Regions from separate parts of the Sus scrofa genome. Here regions 2, 3 and 4 are each linked to region 1. Evidence: chromatin contacts called from public HiChIP or PLAC-seq and promoter capture Hi-C data. All regions are on one chromosome and are shown on one strand. Each heading gives the region's core, a stretch centred on a gene start, on an enhancer-like site or on the middle of the called end of the contact. The rest is flanking DNA. Distances are from core to core; before and after follow the strand shown.

Evidence for each region. Promoter capture Hi-C pulls out the DNA fragments that hold promoters and counts their contacts. HiChIP or PLAC-seq counts read pairs in DNA pulled down with a chosen protein or histone mark.
Region 2: an H3K27ac HiChIP or PLAC-seq map of skeletal muscle shows a contact between it and region 1. The contact joins the enhancer-like site here to the promoter of FOXO3 in region 1. A contact is called at or near these places in 5 of 5 promoter capture datasets (fetal liver, fetal skeletal muscle, liver and 1 more), 5 of 47 Hi-C or Micro-C datasets (blood, embryonic fibroblasts, heart right ventricle and 2 more) and 2 of 2 datasets of contacts at active chromatin or transcription factors (alveolar macrophages and skeletal muscle).
Region 3: a contact with region 1 is called in an H3K27ac HiChIP or PLAC-seq map of skeletal muscle. The contact joins the enhancer-like site here to the promoter of FOXO3 in region 1. A contact is called at or near these places in 1 of 5 promoter capture datasets (liver), 7 of 47 Hi-C or Micro-C datasets (alveolar macrophages, heart right ventricle, mesenteric adipose tissue and 4 more) and 2 of 2 datasets of contacts at active chromatin or transcription factors (alveolar macrophages and skeletal muscle).
Region 4: a promoter capture Hi-C map of liver shows a contact between it and region 1, with 10 times the contacts expected there. The contact joins the enhancer-like site here to the promoter of FOXO3 in region 1. A contact is called at or near these places in 4 of 5 promoter capture datasets (fetal liver, liver and skeletal muscle), 17 of 47 Hi-C or Micro-C datasets (alveolar macrophages, embryonic fibroblasts, fetal heart ventricle and 9 more) and 2 of 2 datasets of contacts at active chromatin or transcription factors (alveolar macrophages and skeletal muscle).

The regions. Positions count from the first base shown.
Region 1 is chr1:74,628,329-74,631,049 of Sscrofa11.1, reverse strand. FOXO3 (forkhead box O3) reads right to left here and starts at 1,355. Exons shown (of 2, transcript NM_001135959.1): 1 at 738-1,355. The coding sequence starts at 1,355.
Region 2 is chr1:74,855,723-74,858,443 of Sscrofa11.1, reverse strand. No RefSeq gene overlaps it. Among named protein-coding and RNA genes, the nearest start is that of ARMC2, 67 kb to the left of the region's middle. Within about 2 kb of position 1,378, at least 2 of the 83 cell types and tissues checked have an H3K27ac peak or open chromatin away from gene starts, as enhancers often do. A contact at or near this core is called in skeletal muscle, where this site is marked.
Region 3 is chr1:74,783,016-74,785,736 of Sscrofa11.1, reverse strand. The region is part of intron 1 of LOC106508915 (a long non-coding RNA gene); the gene reads right to left. Among named protein-coding and RNA genes, the nearest start is that of ARMC2, 140 kb to the left of the region's middle. Within about 2 kb of position 1,391, at least 17 of the 83 cell types and tissues checked have an H3K27ac peak or open chromatin away from gene starts, as enhancers often do. A contact at or near this core is called in omental adipose tissue and skeletal muscle, where this site is marked.
Region 4 is chr1:74,758,010-74,760,730 of Sscrofa11.1, reverse strand. It overlaps a transcript of FOXO3 not described here. Among named protein-coding and RNA genes, the nearest start is that of FOXO3, 130 kb to the right of the region's middle. Within about 2 kb of position 1,415, at least 3 of the 83 cell types and tissues checked have an H3K27ac peak or open chromatin away from gene starts, as enhancers often do. A contact at or near this core is called in liver, where this site is marked.

The sequences.
Region 1 (2,721 bases), core at 106-2,605:
CCGCTGCTTGAAACAGCTCCAGAGGCCAGGCCTCAGCGGGGAAGCAGCAGGTGCAGGACAGTTCCCGCTGAGGTGGAAGGGCTGGCCGGGTCGGGGCCCAGATCATCTCAGAGGCTACTCAGAGGAAGGTTTAAGGTTGAGACACCTCTTAGGAATAAAGGTGTTAACACACGCAAGGAAAGAGAGCCGGCCAGGAAAAGGTTTACAACCACTGCTTTTTGTAATGGGATCGATGTGCCTGTGGGAGTTAACACCTACAAGCCTGAAACTTGGACACAGGGGTTCTCATCTGGCTAGTCTCAACACACCACGCTTAGGCGACCGACTGGAAACCACAAATCCAACCCCTCCTCTGGGCACTGATTCCCAAACAAGTCCCCTCACTCCACCCGCAGCGGCCTCGCCGCACCCCCACTACGGGGAAACCTGCTCCAAAGCTGGCCGCGGACGTACCTCCTCCGCTACAACCCAGGAATCGGGCAAATGCACTCCTGCCCATCTGGCCAAGCCTGAGGCTTCCCCAGGAGCCTCCTCTCCCGCTCCCGCCGCGTCCGCAGCGGTCCCCGGGCTCCCCTCCTCCGGAGGTCACACAGAACCCCCAAAGCCTTACAGCTGAGGCTCTCCCTGCCAACCCCTCTCCCGGGCGCCCGCAGGCGCGCTCGGACGAATCGAAGGCGCGTCTCGCACTGCGCAGGAGACCGGGCGGGTCTGTCCGCCCGTCCGAGGTGGGTACGCACCTTCCAGCCGGCAGAACTGTTGCTGTCGCCCTTATCCTTGAAGTAGGGCACGCAGCGCACCATCCACTCATAGATCTGGGACAGAGTGAGCCGTTTGTCCGGGGAACTCTCGATGGCGCGAGTGATCAGATCGGCGTAGGACAGGTTCCCCCAGGCGTTCCGCCGGGAGGAGCATTTCCTCGGCTGCCCGGAGCCCCCAGCCGCCCCCGGCTGCGGCGGTGGCAGTGGCTGCTGAGGCTGCAGCGGCGTCTGCGTCCCTCCGCTCAGCGCGCCCGCCGCGGAGGCTGGGCCGGACCCGGGTTCCTGCCCTCCGGGAGCCAGCAGCCTGGCCGAGTCCTCCAGGAGCAGCCCAGAGCCCAGCGGGCCGCCCCCGCCGCCGCCGATCGCCATGGCCGAGCCGGCCCTACCGCCGCCGTCCTCGTCGTCTTCATCGTCCTCCTCCTCGGGGATCATGGAGTCAGCGGCCGCCTCCCCCGAGGGCTTGGCCGGGCTCCCCTGGAGCTCCGGCCTCTGCAGGGGCCACGTACAGGAGCGCGGACGGCTCTGGGGCTCGAACTCCGGGTCCAGCTCCACTTCGAGCGGAGAGAGCGGGACCGGGGAGGCCGGCGCCTCTGCCATCTTCGCCGCCTGCCCGCCCGCGGCTCCGGCTCTCACACTCTCCTCTTGCGCCGGGGCGGGGTGCGGCGGGGGAGGGACGGGGGCGCCGCGAAGGCTCGGGCTCCCGGGCGCCGCCGCCGCTGCTACTGCCGCCGCCTGGGAAAGCACGAGAGGAGAGAGAAGGAGAGTTGATTATCCCGGGCTGGAGCTCAGTCCCCGGCGAGTCCTCGCCCGCCGCCGCCGCCGCCGTTTCCCGACCACACCGCGCCCGCCTCCCAGGAGCAGGCAGACCTGGAGACGTGCGTCCCGCGAACCTGGCGCTGCAGACGCCACCCCCTGGTCAGGCCGCGGGGGAGACAGGAGCGAATCGACAGGCTCGCACGGGGCAACCCCCTCCCCCCGCCGCCACCGCCAGCGGAGCTGCAGGTCTCCACTGGGCTAGGTGGCGGGGCGGGGAAGAAGGGGGAGGGGCGGGGCGGGGGAGGGGCGCGAGCCGCGCCTTTAAAGCGGGCAGCAGCCCGAGCTGGCGCAGCCCAGACGCGGTCGGAGCCTGAGCCCGGGTGTGCGTGCGTTTGTTTATGTTTCGCTCCGGCCCGCACAAGTGCTTCCCGCGGCGCCACCGCCGCCAAAGTCTGTGGCGTCTTCGGCTCTTCTCCCCGGCCTGGTCCCGGCCCCGCCGCCTCCGCGCTCTCCTGCCATCCCCTCCCAGCGGAGGACCCGAGCCCGAGGACTGCGCGGGCAGTCCCCTTCTCCTCTCTTCGCCCGCGGGCCGAGAGGGCGAATGTGGGTCCGAGCGCAAACGGGCCCTTGTCACTTCCAGGAACAGGGAAAGACGGGAAGAAGGGAGACAAGCAGCTCAGCGGGTGTTTGCCAAGGGTCGAGCTGAGCAGCAACGGCCACTTTGGGGGTGGTGTGGTTTATTTTCTCGCGGGCGTTGTGCCCTCCACCCCTTTCCCTATAAGAACGGGGGGGAGGGGAGTAGTCGAAACGTAAATCTTCCAACAGGTCAGGAAGCACAAGTCTCCCAGGCCAACAGAAAACCCGGACCAGCACGTTCATCACCTCCTTGCTCCCACTGCTGCCATCTTGACAGTTTCCCCCCTTCACTCAAGTCCTTTAAAAACACTAGCGGGAGAGAAGAAGGGCGCGCACACCGAGTCACGGGGAGGGAAAAGGGAAGCGCCTGGCCCAGCTCGGAAGCAGATCCGGAGTCACCGGGAAGGCGGCCGCCCCGCTGCACAGCTCCGGCGCCTACCTCGGTTCCTTCCCTTCAGTGACGAGGGGGGAGGACGCACAATCCCGCGCGGGCCCGGGGCGCGGCGAGGAGGGGGCGCACAACCTCAGCCAAGGAGAGGCGCTCCGGCCGCCGCTGCTGCAGCCCGCCTGA
Region 2 (2,721 bases), core at 129-2,628, 230 kb before region 1:
TCTGTGACCTATACCATGGCTCACGGCAACACCAGATCCTTAACCCACTGAGCGAGGCCAGGGATCGAACCTGCAGCCTCATGGCTCCCAGTAGGACTCATTTCCGCTGTGCCACAATGGGAACTCCTCAGACATGTTTTAAACCCACTACATCCTCACTGCTTATCGCTGGGGTCTTTCTCTATATCTCTGTCTCTCATTCTCATTTCTTTTCTCTCTCACATACACACACAACATCACATACAATCACATCCATACTCAAATGTCTATATGGTTGTTTGTTAATGCTAGCTATCAGTATGGGAACTAAACTGCAGTGATAGTTGTGGTACTTTGTAAGCAGTAACAGCAAAAATGGGGTTGGAGTAAAATATATCAGTTATTGACTAATAGCAAATATAAGGTTATTCCATTTCCCAAAATATCTACAAATCACAAGGACTAAAGTTTTTGAATGAAATTACACAAGATAAAGCCCAGAATCATAAGGAGACTAATAACTTGTCTCCTGTTTAATTTTCCACGTGCTAGACTGGCTTCTGAGCTTCCCTGGCTTCTCTTATGTTATTAGCCATTTCCTCAAACCTCCCATGGTTTCTTTCTTGCTTAACATAAGGATTGTGTATTTTTTGCTAAAATTTACTCTCAAAGGATGCAATGTTTTCTCTCTCCCTGATGCCATGACTGCTACCTTTGCTCTACCCACACTGATTCCCCATTCTTTATTATTGCTTTGTTTCCCCCACTCAGGACTTCATTTGGAGAGCCAGGACCCATGAGCTGAGAGCCATTTCATCCAGGTCTGGAAGTGATGGGAGGAGCCAGAATCTACACTATGTTGCCATTGACACAACGGTGTGGTGGCAGCCAAAGAGAAGGGTCTGGCATAATTGCTCGAGTGCAAGAAAATTCAGTCATCTGGTGGTGACCCCCCATTTGGAGCAGAAAACGTGATTGAGGGTCCAACAAACAGTGGTGCCAAGTGAATGGGAGAAGGTGTGCAACTTGCGTGTCTTCTCTGTCTGGTAACTCCCACATCTTTCTCTGCTTTCGTTTCTCTCCTCACCCTAGACTTGTATCTCCAATAGGAAGTCTCATTAGCAGTTCAAAATCAAGGTGTTCCAATCCTAATGATTTTATCCTTCTACCAAAACATGCTTTCGTACCATGTCCCTTGACCCATTGAAGGGTATCCCCATCCACTCATAACCAAGCCACAAACATGAAACAGCTATGCTTTTCTTTCGCCTTCACTCTTTAGTCATTGAATACTCCATATTTTATCTCCTTAAGAACTCTCAAAGTGATACCACTGTTCCCATTCCTTTTGCCAACATATAGGTCATATATTTATAGCATGTAAAGTGACACCAGGCACCTAGAAAGGGCTGTCATCTCTCAACTGTATCCCAGAAATAGATTTCTAACTGCTCTCTGCCTCTCTGCTTTCTCTTTCTGAGCCACTTCCCATACTCCAAAGTTCATCTTTCTAAAATATAAATCTTATCATATCACTCTCTTTAATTAATAAGTGTTTGGTGGCTCCCCACTGAGGTTTTGGCTGGAGTTCAACTTCTTCAGGAGGACTTATAATCATCTTCACAGGCTGGCCTTTCCCTATGGCTCAAGCCTCAGCTTTTTCCAATCCCCCACTCCATGCCTCGGGCGAACTAAATTTTTGTGATTCTCTACAAGTGTCATCTCCACTTTCACCTTTTCTCACTCTTCTCTCCTGCTTGGAGAACCTTCTCTCTGCCACTGGTTACACCTGTTCATACTTACATAGCTCAGCTTAGACAATAGCTCTCGGGGAGGCCTTCCCTGACTCCCTGTCCTCACCTGCCACGCAATCAGTGTGTCCATCACCTGTAAATAACTGAATCCTGGCTGACAGCAATATAAGCAAGTTGGGGACTGTTTATCTTCCACAAGAGGTGAGAAGGTAAGTGGTTGCTGATGTTGGTTTAGCATCTCGATGATGACATCAGAGACCCAGGATCCACCTATCTTTCATGCTGTCATCCCTACACATTAGTCTCCTACTCCAGATGTGTGGCCTCATGGTGTCAAGATGGCTCCTGACATTGCATCTATATTAAAGGAGGGAATAAAAGAGGGGGAAGCAAAAACGATACCAAAATCTCCACAGTAGGAGTTCCCATCGTGGCTCAGGGGAAAGGAATCTGACTAGTATCCATGAGGATGCAGGTTCGATCCCTGGCCTCGCTCAGTGGGTTAAGGGTCTGGCATTGCTGTGAACTGTGGCATAGGTCACAGATGCATCTCAGATCTGGCATTGCTGTGGCTGTAGCATAGGCCAGTGGCTAGAGCTCCAATTCAACCCCTAGCCTGGGAACCGCATATGCCATGGGTGCAGCCCTTAAAAAAAAAAAAAAAAAAAAAAAAAAAACACCAAAAAACTCCACGGTAGACTTGTTTATCTCCCATTGGGCATGGCTATGTCACATGGCCATTCAACTGCCAGGAAAGTGGAGAAAGGGAATATTTAGAATTCCTTAGCCTCCACAGTAGAGGATAGCCAGCAAGGAGCTCAGCCGTGAGCGGTATGATCTATCATAGTCTATCACATCCCAGAGTGGGTAGACACCCCAGATCTGTGCTTTTGTGGGAGCTTCATCATTCCCCTCATCATGCCATATGATAATCACTCATTTCCTAGCTTGTCTCCTCACTAGACTATAAGTTCTTTAAGGCATAAAC
Region 3 (2,721 bases), core at 142-2,641, 150 kb before region 1:
ATCTAGGGCAACCATCTGGTCATTTGGGGGATTCTCACACTGTAGAGCATCAGGCAAAGAAAGGAGCTGCCGTGCTGGCAGGATGATGAATGCTGCTCCTTAGGAGGAGGCCCTCAACTTCCTACCATGGGCCAGGCAGGAGTAGGTACTGAACTCAGGGCTGCTTCAGTTTGCCCCCACACCCAGTGTCAACTATGACCCGGCAATCATAGCCGGCACGGCCCTGGTAACCAGGGTTCAGACTCCTCACAGATGAAGGCCTGGGTCACCCTGTCAAGGGAGCAACCAGTAGAGGTGCCAGCCGGCAAGGGTGCGGGGCGGAGGAGGGTTGCAGACATATCAGTTGCCTCCAGTCTCGCTGGAGCAGGCGAGGGCTGTCAATTGTCCAACTAACTCACCTCTTGTACATTTTCCCTAAAAATTGCAACCAATCTCCGCCACGAAAACTCCGTGATGAGAGGGGCTGAACCTGAAGGTGGGGTGCAGGGGAACAGGGTCTGTACAGCTCCTCTCAGATTCCTTTGGGTTTTTTGTTCCCTCCTGCCTTCCCCGTGTTTGGCTTCCCAGCCCTGCCCCTGAAAGAAAGTGCGGGGGGGGGGGGGGGGGGTAGGAGGGGAGGCTGGCTTCTCCAAAGCAGGCCCCAGATGGGGATTTGACAGGTGCTTGTGTGAGGGAGGGGCACAGGCCTGAGCTCACAGAGGGGGCTGGGCCTGACTGTAAGTCTGAGCTCTCTCTTCCTGCAGCCACCACAGCTCCAGAGCCCCCAGGGCCCATCTGCCAAACAACCACAGAGCTGGCTTGGGAAGAGAAAACCCATCCAGGCCTGGGGTGCACAAGAAGCGGCAAAAACGGACCAGGGGGAGTATGGGGGGCCGAGCGGGTGGGCACTGTTACCAGCTTTACTATAGAAATGCTTTGGGGGTTGCTTTACTTCCTGTAAGAATGAATTTGGCCCAAAACACAAGAAACCAGTCAGTCTGTTCCAACAGGACCGGAAGACCACGTGTGCCCCATCTGACCTTCCGGCCAAGCGTGCAGGGGAAGGCGGGTGCAGTCCTGCCTTCCAGAACGGTCCCTCCGGCCGCAGCAAGGGGAAGCCACCTGTGGACTTCTTAAACCACAGCCCAGCAAGCCCCCAGGCAGCCTCTCATTACGGGGCAGAAGGGAAATACGGGGGGGGGAAATACGTGTCCCCGTAGAGTCGAGACTGGCGAGGTCACTCTGAATCCGAGAAGTAAAAAAACAAATCAAAACAGAGAACTGGCACTGACAGGTTCAAGACACAATTTGCTGCTTCAAATTACACTTCCTAAGTTTTGCTTGGGCTTGGAGTTATTTTCAAGCCAGGCAGGTTTCCAAGAGTCAAAAGCTCTGTTGCGAGCAGCCACACTCATTGGTCCATTCCTTGTGTCTTTCTTTCCGTGCACGTTGATGGAACGCCTGCCCTGCAAACAACCACAGGGCTGGGGGAGAAAAAGAAACACTGGCCCTGCCCTTACAGAGTTTATGGTTTACTAGGGAGACAATCGCTCGATAAATAAGTCCACTCATAGATATGGAAAGACAAATTATGAGGGCATCTTGGCAGAAAAATAGAATGTCATGAGAGGGAAGAGCCGAGTGAACTAAATTAATTTCATCGGTCAGGAGAGATCCCTCTGAGGGAATGGCTTGTCCATGGAGGCCTGAGGATGAGTAGGAGTCAAACTATGAAGGAGAGGGAGGTTGGGCGTTCATGGACTGGCCTGCCTGGGCAGAAAGAACAGCCTGAAATTGGGAAAGACAAGTGTTGACCTAAGGCTCAGACAAACCAGAGCAGGCAAAGCCAAGCACCCCAGCTGCCCCAGAGACCCAAGGAAAAGCTTAAGCTTGTTTCTGTATGTGCGCAGTGGGAGTGGGGCTTCAGGAAGGGAAGGGCAGGGGATGGGCTGGTGTAGTGGTAAAACCTGCTCTGGGTCAGGTACTTAAAAAAAACCTTTTTTTTTTTTCCTTTGTCTTTTTAGGGCCGCACCCAAGGCCTTTGGAGGTTCCCAGGCTAGGGGTCCAATTGGAGCTGTAGCCACCGGCCTACACCACAGCCACAGCAACATGGGATCTGAGCTGCATCTGCGACCTACGCCACAGCTCAGGGCAATGCCAGATCCTTAACCCACTGAGCAAAGCCAGGGATCGAACCCGAGTCCTCACGGATCCTAGTCAGTTTCGTTACCCCTGAGCCATGACAGGAACTCCTCATATCCCCTCTTATTCATCTCCCAAAACAACCCTGTATGGGTGGTGGTAGCTTCCCCACGCACAAAGTTCAGATGGGTGGAGTGGCGTGCCCAACACCTGCTCTCTCACAGTGGGTGAGGGCAGATATGGAACTAAAAGCTGGGGACAATGAGGTCACCAGCTCCCAGATCATGTTAGGTTTTATGACCTTGACAGCTCCCACAGACAACCACATGGTCTTTAGCGATATTATTAACTGAGTAGTTGTGAGGCTGATGCTTGGATGCTCAGAGCCTGCATCTGGTAGCTGAGAAGCCTGTGCTTCTGAACCAGGGCTGCTTCCTCCTCATAACCTAGCAATGGCTACGCTGACTCAGACCCACAGTCCACCCACAGTGCAGGGACATGGCTGTCCTCATGGAGGTCAACGTTAAAGGCCAGAGCCATCCTGCTTCTCTTCAATAGCCAATTATTGATCTAACACCTTTGAATTTAACTAAAACTGTT
Region 4 (2,721 bases), core at 166-2,665, 130 kb before region 1:
TTTCGATGGGCAATGACCCCTGTTCATCGGCTGGACTCACATGGGCAGGACCTCCTTAGGGTTGAACTTTGACAGGTCCAAGCCTCTGACACCCAGTGAAGGCAGAGTGTAAATCCCGTCTCCCGATGGCAAAGCTCCTTCAGGGCGACGTGACTTGGTGCGGCCCAAAGTAGTTACCAGCCATAGTGAACGACACCATCAATCTGCTTTATTAAACTGTCTGGTGGCCTGTGGAGGTCAAAAGTGGGTCAGAGAAAAAGGTTGCTGGATGCATTTAGTTTAGAGATCTCAGGATAGAGGCTCTCTGTTCCGTGCATCTCCCAGCCACTGGAAGACCTTGAGATGAACTCGGCTATTTCATGTCTAAAGGAAGGGAGAGGGAGAACAAAAAAACTTTCGGAGTAAGAGAGAGTGTCATTGATGCTTTATTTACATGCGTCACCATCTCTTTTACAAACTAGATTACGGTTTTAGATGGAATACACAAGGCAATATCTACAAACACCAAGGAAGGTTAAGTACTGCATCTCTATTTCGTTTGGAAAGGAGAAGATTCCCAAATCAAACTGGTTTTGATTCTTGAGAGGAGAAGTGGTAGTTGTTATTTTATGGCAACATATGGTTAGAGAAAATCCTCAGGATGAATGCAATGTGATAGTGTTCGCTTCAAAAGAAAGGATGAGGTGCTTCAAACCAAAGGATCAGTGGCATGACTCTTAGGTGTTTGAAGACAGTCATGCACCAGATGGACTTCTTGCTGTTGGGGGGTATGAGCAAGAAAGTGAAACAGAGAAGACAGTTTTACAGATACTGTATACAGATTTTTTTTTTCCCATTCATGCAACTTTTTTTTCTTAAAAAAGTTAAAACATGTGAAGCCAAAATGTACAATACACTGTTTTTTAATATGAACTCATTTTTTTCTGGTCCTCCTTCACATCTGTTTACATTTCCCATGTACATAATGTGCTAGGACAAGTATATTGAGAGAAGACTGATTGCCAGGCAATGAGATAAAATTTTAGAGAAAGAAGTGACCAGACACACAGTTGTGGTTTTTTTGTTTTGTTTTTTTTTTGTTTTAAAGCAGCCGCACAAATATTTTTGGAGTGTGGCAGAAGCCTTGGAACCAATCATTCATCAAAGAAAAATACATAAAAATAAAACTATGAGGAAAATACTTCATTCATTCAAACTGCATAAAAGATTACCCACTAGAGATCTAGAGCAAATATAATACACAGTCATCCTTCGGTATCCATGGGGGATTGGTTGCAGGACCCCCCCAGATAACCCAAATCTGTGGAGGTCCAAGTCCCTTACGTAAAATGGCACAGTACAGCAGGCCCTCTGAGTCTGCGGCTGGTTGACTCCATGGCTACAGAGCCCAGTACACGGCGGGCCGGCTGTACTCTTTGCAATTACTTGGGCATCTGCGTGAAGCTCTTGTTTTGTGGACATGGTTTCGCAAGGACGTCACTCTCCCCTCGCAGTGCCCTGCCAACCCTGGTCTCCAGGAGAGGCTGGCTTTATTGTACCTTTCTTGCCAGTGATTGCATTTTAACAAAAAAATCTTGCTTTTCTTAATTTCTATGTGTGTAAGGGTTATGCCTAATCATACAATACTCCCCAGATGCACCAAGAAAAAGGAAATCAGAGTTCAGAGCTGTCGGGATTTTCTCTCTGCTTTCCGAGAGAAAGGGTAACTTTTTGATTACCCCTTACCAGCCCTTGGCATCAGCAGGCAGGACGGGCCTGGCTGGCTGACTGCTTTCCTCCTGACGGTCTTTCCAAGAGATTCGAATGTTCCTTATTCTTTAAGTGGGGTTCATCAGATTCTATCATCTTTAACAAGTTCAGAAGCCACCAGAAATGTCATCCTGAGATGGGGGCACACCGGTCCTGAGCCCTGAGCCACCATGTCTTCTCAGGGTGGAGGAGTGACACACATAGTGCCAAAACTCAACCACACACACACACACACACACACACACACACCAGTCCACCTGTACTACACGTGTGTGCACACTCCTTCCGTTAACAGCAAAGACAGACAAACTTCTGAAATTTTAAAAGATACGTTTCGGCAATCATTATACATTGCAGGAGATGCAATAAAGGAAATCAACCTCAGAGTCATTCACAGTTCATGGGATACTCTGCTGCTGGCGGTTATCCTCACGCCAGCAGAGTGCAGGCTCATGATAAAGCTCTTTTCTAACTTTGGTAAAAGGTATCTGGTTCTGGAGCCCTGAAGAGAACAGAGCCCCAGAGTTCAGGTCATGTTTTCAACATAGTTATTCTTCTTTCTAAATTTCCCATCCCAAAGTGGAAGGACCCTGGGAGCAGCTTATTTACAGGCTGAGGGCAGCCCCAGGCAGTTCCTATCAGGATGCAAACATTCCGGCTGCCAGACCCCTGGAGGCTACTAAGTATTCCACTGAGATGCTCCAGATAGGAAAACTTCCTGGGAGGGACCCAGGACACTCAGAACTCCACATGCTGGCTCTCAGTTGCCCCTTCCTGAAAGCAGAGTCTTAATGCAAGAGGCAAAGGGCTTAGGTGGCACCTTTGCTCAATCTGACTGTGTTTGCCAGCGGAGGGTGGCAAAGGGTGAGCGTGGGGCTGTTGTGATCATGGACAGGCTAACTGTTCCATTCTCGCCTGACCCTTCCTAGGACTGATGCTGGCATTTGACTCTGCCCTGACCTCAGCTGTCCA